Linked DNA regions of Bos taurus: region 2 is linked to region 1. Evidence: chromatin contacts called from public Hi-C data. All regions are on one chromosome and are shown on one strand. Each heading gives the region's core, a stretch centred on a gene start, on an enhancer-like site or on the middle of the called end of the contact. The rest is flanking DNA. Distances are from core to core; before and after follow the strand shown.

Region 1 (3,650 bases), core at 568-3,067:
ATTAATTGGATCTAATTAAATCTAGATCTAGTTAGTTAGTTCAGTTGCTCAGTTGTGTCCAGCTCTTTGCGACCCCATGAATCACAGCACACCAGGCCTCCCTGTCCATCACCAACTCCCGGAGTTCATCTAAATCTAACTAAATCTAATTAATTGCATACTGTCTTTCCTAATACACTTTTTTTCCTAGATAATTTGGATTTGTTTTTTGATAAAATGTAATATATCTTTAACTAATGTTTCAGGAAGGCTATGTGGATTATGTAACATCTGGGTTCTTTCCAAATACATAATGACTTCCTCTGTCTTCACAGAGTTTGATTGGCTGTAAAGTTTTTGTTTGTTTGTTTGTTTTTGGCCATACCACATGGCTTGTGGGATCTTAGTTCCTTGACCAGCGCCCCTAGCAGTCAAAGAGCTGTCTTAATCACTGAATTGCCAGGGAATTCCTGGTTTTAGAGGTCTTGGATTACACTCAGTGCTTCCCAGGAATTTATTGTTATTATTCTTTTGTCTTGGGAAATTTATTGTCATTTATGGGTATACTGTTTTAGGGTACTGGGATTTTTTTTCTCCCCCTGTAATAAAAAGTTTTTGCCAGTGAGGGTTGGTGAATAGATCCGGAAGATGGTGTACATTTTTGTCTTTTTTCAATTTTGTTTTCTTCTAGTATAATTCTGTTTTGTCTTGTCTTCAGTTTAACAGCAGTTATGATGATCAGGTTTGTTAGATCTTAGTTCTGAAATTGGCATTTGTCATTTACTCTGTTTTTGCTCTTTTATTGTACAGTATGGGAAAACTTTTGTTAACTTTTGGCCACACCACATAACATGTGAAATCTTAGTTCTGTGATCAACCAAGGATCAAACATGCACCCCATGCATTGGAAGATGGAGTCTTAACCACTGGGCCACTGGGCCAGTCTTCAAGGGAAGACTTGAATGTAACTTCTTGAATGTAACTTCCTTATTATGAATTCAGCTTTTCTGGTCATGTTAATTCTGATGTTTTTCTCAAGCGCTAATGTCAGGGTGGCTCAGACGGTAAAACGTATGCCTGCAATGCAGGAGACCTGGGTTCAATCCCTGGGTTGGGAAGATCCCCTGGAGAAGGAAATGGCAACCCACTCCAGTACTCTTGCCCGGAAAATTCCATGGATTGAGGAGCCTGGTGGGCTACAGTCCATGGGGTCACAAAGAGTCGGACACGACTGAGTGACTTCACTTCAGTGTCAGGTGTGCTGTTACATTTTTGAGTTTCCTTGGAATCTTACCTGAGTTTCTTCTGTTTCCTTCTTAGCATGATGTCTCTTTATTCCCATCTTGTGTGTTCTTAGTCACTCAGTCGTGTCTGACTTTTTGTGACCCCATGAACTGTAGCCTACCAGGCTCCTCTGCCCCTGGGGATTCTCCAGGCAAGAATATCGGAATGGGTTGCCTTGCCTTCCTCCAGGGGATCTTCCCAACTCACGGGTTGAACCCAGGTCTCTTATATTTCACGCAGATTCTTTACTGTCTGAGCCAACAGGGAAGCCCATCTTACTTGGTTCTTACATGTATTGTCTTTCAATAACTAAGGATGTGTCCAAATCAATGCTCTTCTTCATATTATTTTATTTCTTGGAGTAAATTGTTGCCAGTGCCAGTCCTTTCTCTACTTGCTGTGAAGTTTTACTGACTAGGATTGTAGCCTCTGAATGGATATAGAACTTCTGGATGGGGAAGGGATCGTGGCTGTCAGGGCTCACCCAGTGTGGGGCTGGCTGCCTGTTTCCTGATTGCTGCAAACCCAGGAACCCTGGGCTGGGGGTGGAGAGAGGTGAAGGGCTGCACCTTCTTCCCACGCACTTCCTGGCAGCTGTGCTCTTACCCTTCAGAGGTAGGTGGGGCTGCGGTTGGCCACTGAACTGTGTCTTCTTTCACACTAGTTAGTGGAACTTTCTCCCAGATTTTAGTAATATATTACTGTCTGAAGTAGGCTCTTTTCTTGTGTGTGTCTTTATAGGTGTTTTAAATGGGATTTAAAAATTCATGTCAGGTCGCCTGGTGCCCTCTTCAGCTACATTTTGTTTTCATCCTATATTTCATTATTAAAAAAAAAAAATGTTAAGGAGCTTTCTAGGTGGCTCAGTGGTAAAGAATCCACCTGCCAGTGCAGGAGACGCAGGTTCAGTCCCTGGGTTAAGAAAATGCGTTGGAGTAGGAAATGGCAACCCACTGCAGTATCCTTGCCTGGAAAACTTCATGGACAGAGGAGCCTGGCGGGCTGTAGTCCATGGTGTCACAGGTCAGAAACAACTGAGCGACTGAGCGCAGTCCTTTTTATTGGCACCAGGATCTCTTCCAGGTAGTCACTGTTTTCCTGGAATCACTACCAGGTACTTGGATCTATTATCAACACTGGACAGCCTTTTATCAGCATTCCTAACTCACCTTTACCCAGGGGAAAGTTGCCTCCTGCCAGGTTCTTTCCTCATGATTATCCTGAGTTCGGAACAGAAAGTTTTCTTCTAGAAACACTTGGTTATTCTAAGACTTCAGAGCCAAAACTGGTTAGAAAGCTTAATTTTTAAAATGCTTACCTTCGTAGTCTTTTAATTCAGGGAAGGGGTTTAAACAACAAAAATTTATATTGTCAGAGTTCTGGAGGCTGGGAGAACCAAGACCAAGGTGTAGGTGGATGGCTCCCTCTGAGGCCGCTCTCCTTGGCTCGCAGGTGGTCCCCTTGCTGCCTCTTCACGTTGTTTTCTCTGCACACCTGCATCCCTGATGTCTCTTCCTCTTCTTATGAGGATATTAGTCAAAATGGACTAGAGCTCCACCTTCCTGGTCTCATTTTAACATGATCACCTTTTTTTTTTTTTCATTTCTCATTTTTATTGAGGTATAATTGACAAAATTGTCAGATATTTAAAATATACAACTGTGATGATCTAATATACATAATGTAAACACTGTAAATGGATTCCCTCTAACAAAGCCATCACTTAACTTTTATTTTTGGGGAGAATATTTATTGTCTTTTAATTTAAAACATCTTTTAATCACATTTATTTGCATGCTGCTGTATTTTTGGTTTTTGTTTTTAGCCTCTTTTGTCTCCTTTACCTCAAAACACTACATTTCATTCTTTTAAAATTTAGCCCCAGTTTTCTTTTTTGCTAGTCACACTTCTTTTCTTATATTTTATTTTTTGTCTCTTTTTGGTCTTTTTTGGTCTAGTCCTTCCTTGTTCTTTCACTTTATTTCTTACTGCCTTAATTTTTTCATGTCTGTTTTCTTAAGTCGGATGTCCTCCCCTCCTCTGCCCTCTCTTCCCCTCATGGTTTGATTTTCTAAAGGCTGGAAGGATGTGTAGTCTTCTAAGAGTGGCAGTATTGTAGGCAGTGTCATTCAACAGATGGGAAGACCTGCCTCTCCTCCATCCAGTATTTTCTGAGCAGTGTTCTCTCTGTCTTGACCCTTGAAATGATGACTTGGGGATATATTGACACGTGAACTTTAGAGTGGCTTTTGGACAGCACATACCACCTGTGTGAGAATCTGATTATTCTGAAATCTATGATCTGTAATGTGTGTTTTGTCACTCAGTGGAAGGACCATGGCTTGCAGGGTCAGACAGACGGACGTCATTGCTCTGCTATGGAAGAG
Region 2 (3,650 bases), core at 615-3,114, 61 kb after region 1:
CTTCAGAATGTCTGGAATTTTCACCAATTAGAATACCTAGATGAGTTAGTAGCTGTCGTCTTTTGTCATAAAGTGCACACAGATCCAGTTAATTAGTGCCTAGCAGAGTGAAGTAAAGCTTGGCCCTGGAAGACGTTTTTCCTTTTCCCATGTGGAATAAATAAGACACTTTTAAGGTCAGTTTCTTTGCCAAAAAACGATTTCTAAAGGTTACTTTAATATTTGTAAGGCGGCTTGTTTTTAACGTTGTAATCACTGTTATAAGACCTTTTTCCAAGACCCTCAAATGAAGGCTGTTGTAACTGTCAGGCCCATTCCCCATTACAACATGGTGAGATTTTGCAACCTTGATAAATGTCTGCAACAGCTGCTAACACTTATCAAATGCTGTGTGCCAGGACCAGTGGTTTGACCTGTACAGCCCCTGCACCTTCTGGACACCCCCATGAGGGAGGTACTGTCACTACACTGACTGATTTTATGGGTGGGAAACGTGAGGCTGGGGAGACTAAGTCACCGTCCAAAGGCGCACAGAGCAAGCAGAGTGGGGATCTGAGCTCGGGTCTGACCCCAAAGCCAGTGCTTCTGACAATTTCTTCAGAAATTGTCTTTTTTCTCTGTTCTTAGAGAAAAAGTCGGTCCCCAGACCTCTACTGTTCCCTCGTCGGTCAGCAGTTAAAAAAAAAAAAAAAAAAAAAAGGCAAGCAAGAGAGAAAAATCCGCCTGCACGGAGATGCTGGTTCAATCCCTGGTCGGGAAGATCCCCTGCAGAAGGCAATGGCAAATACCCTACTCCAGTTTTCTTGCCTGGGAAATCTCATGGACAAGAGGAGCCTGGTGGGCTACAGTCCATGGGGTCGCAAAAGAGTCGGACATGACTTTACGACCAAACAACAAAACCTATCACTCTGTGACCCCTCTTCAACGTACAAGACGTAAAGTATCCAAACAGCCTTCACCTTTTGCGATTTTAAAAGCAGACCAAATTCTAAGCACTCCCTACCCCGACAAAACAACAACGAGATGGGGAAGAAAAGCAAGGGCTGAATCACGGCGTAGAAAGAGTCAGACAAGGGCCCAGAGTCCACAAGTGAAACCGATCTGAACTTAAAAAAGCACACGGCCCTAAATATTTCAGAATGCAAACAGCACAAACCCAAGAAATCGCAACTGAAGTCAGCAGAAAGCGGCTGACGGAAACTGGCCCAGGGTTGGTGCGAAAGAAGCTGTCACGCTCGGGGTTCTGCGCTCGTCTGTCACAGCCACAGAGGGAGAAGCAGGAACCCACAGGCAAAACCAAAGCTGACTCCACACCTGTGCTGACTTCAGACTCGCTGCTGCGGGGAAAGGTTCGCAGCGCGGTTCCCACGCCGCCTCGTTAAGTTACCGCACAAGGGACCACAGAGGCTGAGACGCCCGCAGCAGAGAGAGGGAGGGGTCAAGGTTCTGGGGGGAGCCTTTCTCATGGCCGATACCACGGCTTTGGGGGACGCCGCGCGTGGACTCGTGGCCAGGGGGCCCCGCCGCCCTAATCGCCGCCCGCACCCACGTCTGTACCCGGTCCCGGCGCGCTATCTGCCCCCGCGCCGCCAGCCTCCCGCACTTATCTGCGCGCGCCCGCCGGCCTCACCTGCCCAACTCCCGGCCGGGGGTCAGGGTGTAGGCGTCCTGAAAGTGCTCGGTGCGCACGGCGGTGCGGATCTCCGTCAGCAGCCCGCGGGCCTGGGTCGGGGGCGGCGGCCGGCGCGGCGTGCTCAGACCCCGGCCAGCTCGACCCGAGCCGGAGGCGACGGCCGGGGAAGAGCCGCCGCTGCCCGGCTTCTCGAGAGGAATCATGGCGCTCGGGCGTGCTTTTCTTGCCTGCCACCCGGCTCGCTCGGAGCTCCCGGCGGGTAACGGCCCCGCCTCCAGCTGCCTCGAGCCGGCGCGAGGATGCCACCCGCTCTGCCCGGAGCTGCGCACAGACTGCGGCCGGGGGCCTCCAGGCCGCCTGGCCCCGCCCCACGTCCGGCCCCGCCTCTCCCCTGCCCCGCTCTGAGCTCCCTTGGGTTCCTGAGCGCCGAGTGCCTCGCGCGCGCCCTCTGCAGCTGAGAGGGAGAAGGTGCAGCCTGGCGGGGGGCCCGGCGGCCGGCCCCGGGCAATCTGCAGGCGACCCACAGCACCACCCTTCTGACTGGAGGACCGGCTGCGTCAGCCAGTTACGCACCTGCTGAGCATCTGAGTGTTGCAAATCTGAGCCCTACATTAATGAAAATGCGTAGGAGCTACCAGCCAGAGCTTCACGATCCCTTCCCTTGGGCGGGTCAGGAGAGGTGATGAGACTCAGATCAGGGCTGCTGTACAGCACGTGGAAGTTGCCTGGAGCATCTGGTACCTTCCCACACTGAGAGGAGGACGTGAAGGCAAGAGATGGATAAATATTTTTAAGCCCGCATACCAGCCCTACAGTCTTCTCTATATTTAACTTTCAAGGTGCTCTCATCCGGTCTTGTGGTTTTAATTACATCCGTATGCTCATGACCACAAAATTTTTATCTCCAGCTTCCAACCATTCTCTGAACTTCAAACTCATACATTGAAGTATACACTTGGCATCACCAGTTGGATGCCAAATTAGCATTTCAAATTCAACGAGCAGAACTCATCTCCTGATCATCCTTCATAAATGCAGTCCCAGCAAGTTTCCCCACCTCAGTAAATGGCATTTCCATCCTTCCAGTTCAGTTCAGTCGCTCAGTCGTGTCCAGTTCTTTGCGACCCCATGAATCGCAGCACGCCAGGCCTCCCTGTCCATCACCAACTCCCGGAGTTCACTCAAACTCACGTTCATCGAGTCGGTGATGCCATCCAGCCATCTCATCCTCTGTCATCCCCTTCTCCTCCTGCCCCCAATCCCTCCCAGCATCAGTCTTTTCCAATGAGTCAACTCTTCACATGAGGTGGCCAAAGTACTGGAGTTTCAGCTTTAGCATCATTCCTTCCAAAGAACACCCAGGACTGGTCTCCTTTAGGATGGACTGGTTGGATCTCCTTGCAGTCCAAGGGACTCTCAAGAGTCTTCTCCAACACCACAGTTCAAAAGCATCAATTCTTCTGCGCTCAGCTTTCTTCACAGTCCAACTCTCACATACACGACTATTGGAAAAACCATAGCCTTGACTAGATGGACCTTTGTTGGCAAAGTAAGTGGTTCAAGCCAAAAGCCTTGGGGTCAACACTGACTCCTCTCTTTCTCTCATACCCCTCATCCATTTTATAAGTAAATCCTCTTGGCTTTACCTTCAAAACATATCCAAAATCTGATCACTTGTCTCTATTTCCACATGACCACAACTACCATTCTCTCTTGTCTGGATTATTGTGATAGCTCCCTAACTAGGCTATCTGCTACCATCCCTCTTCCTCCTCAATTCCACATCTCTTATTTTTGAGGCAACTAGAGTGATCTTTTAAAAAATCTAAATTAGATCATGTCATTACTTAGAGTTTTGCTTCTGGCAATGATGAGTTAGTCTATATGTGATCAATACTCTCACTGAGAAAGTTGGGAAAAATTTTTAAATCAGATAGTCCTCTACTTGAAACATCAGAGGGTTTCAAAAGCAGCAAGAACTTGAACCACTGAGATCCTGGCAAGAAGGGCGGCCCAG

What was found. A called contact is a pair of places that touch in the nucleus more often than the background predicts.
Region 2: a contact with region 1 is called in a Hi-C map of liver, with 2.0 times the contacts expected there. The contact joins the promoter of STK17A here to the enhancer-like site in region 1. A contact is called at or near these places in 3 of 11 Hi-C or Micro-C datasets (liver, skin fibroblasts and an unstated tissue).

What each region holds. Positions count from the first base shown.
Region 1 is chr4:77,452,159-77,455,808 of ARS-UCD2.0, forward strand. The region is part of intron 2 of COA1 (cytochrome c oxidase assembly factor 1); the gene reads left to right. Among named protein-coding and RNA genes, the nearest start is that of STK17A, 61 kb to the right of the region's middle. Within about 2 kb of position 1,818, at least 27 of the 102 cell types and tissues checked have an H3K27ac peak or open chromatin away from gene starts, as enhancers often do. A contact at or near this core is called in liver, where this site is marked.
Region 2 is chr4:77,513,238-77,516,887 of ARS-UCD2.0, forward strand. STK17A (serine/threonine kinase 17a) reads right to left here and starts at 1,865. Exons shown (of 7, transcript NM_001083422.1): 1 at 1,631-1,865. The coding sequence starts at 1,836.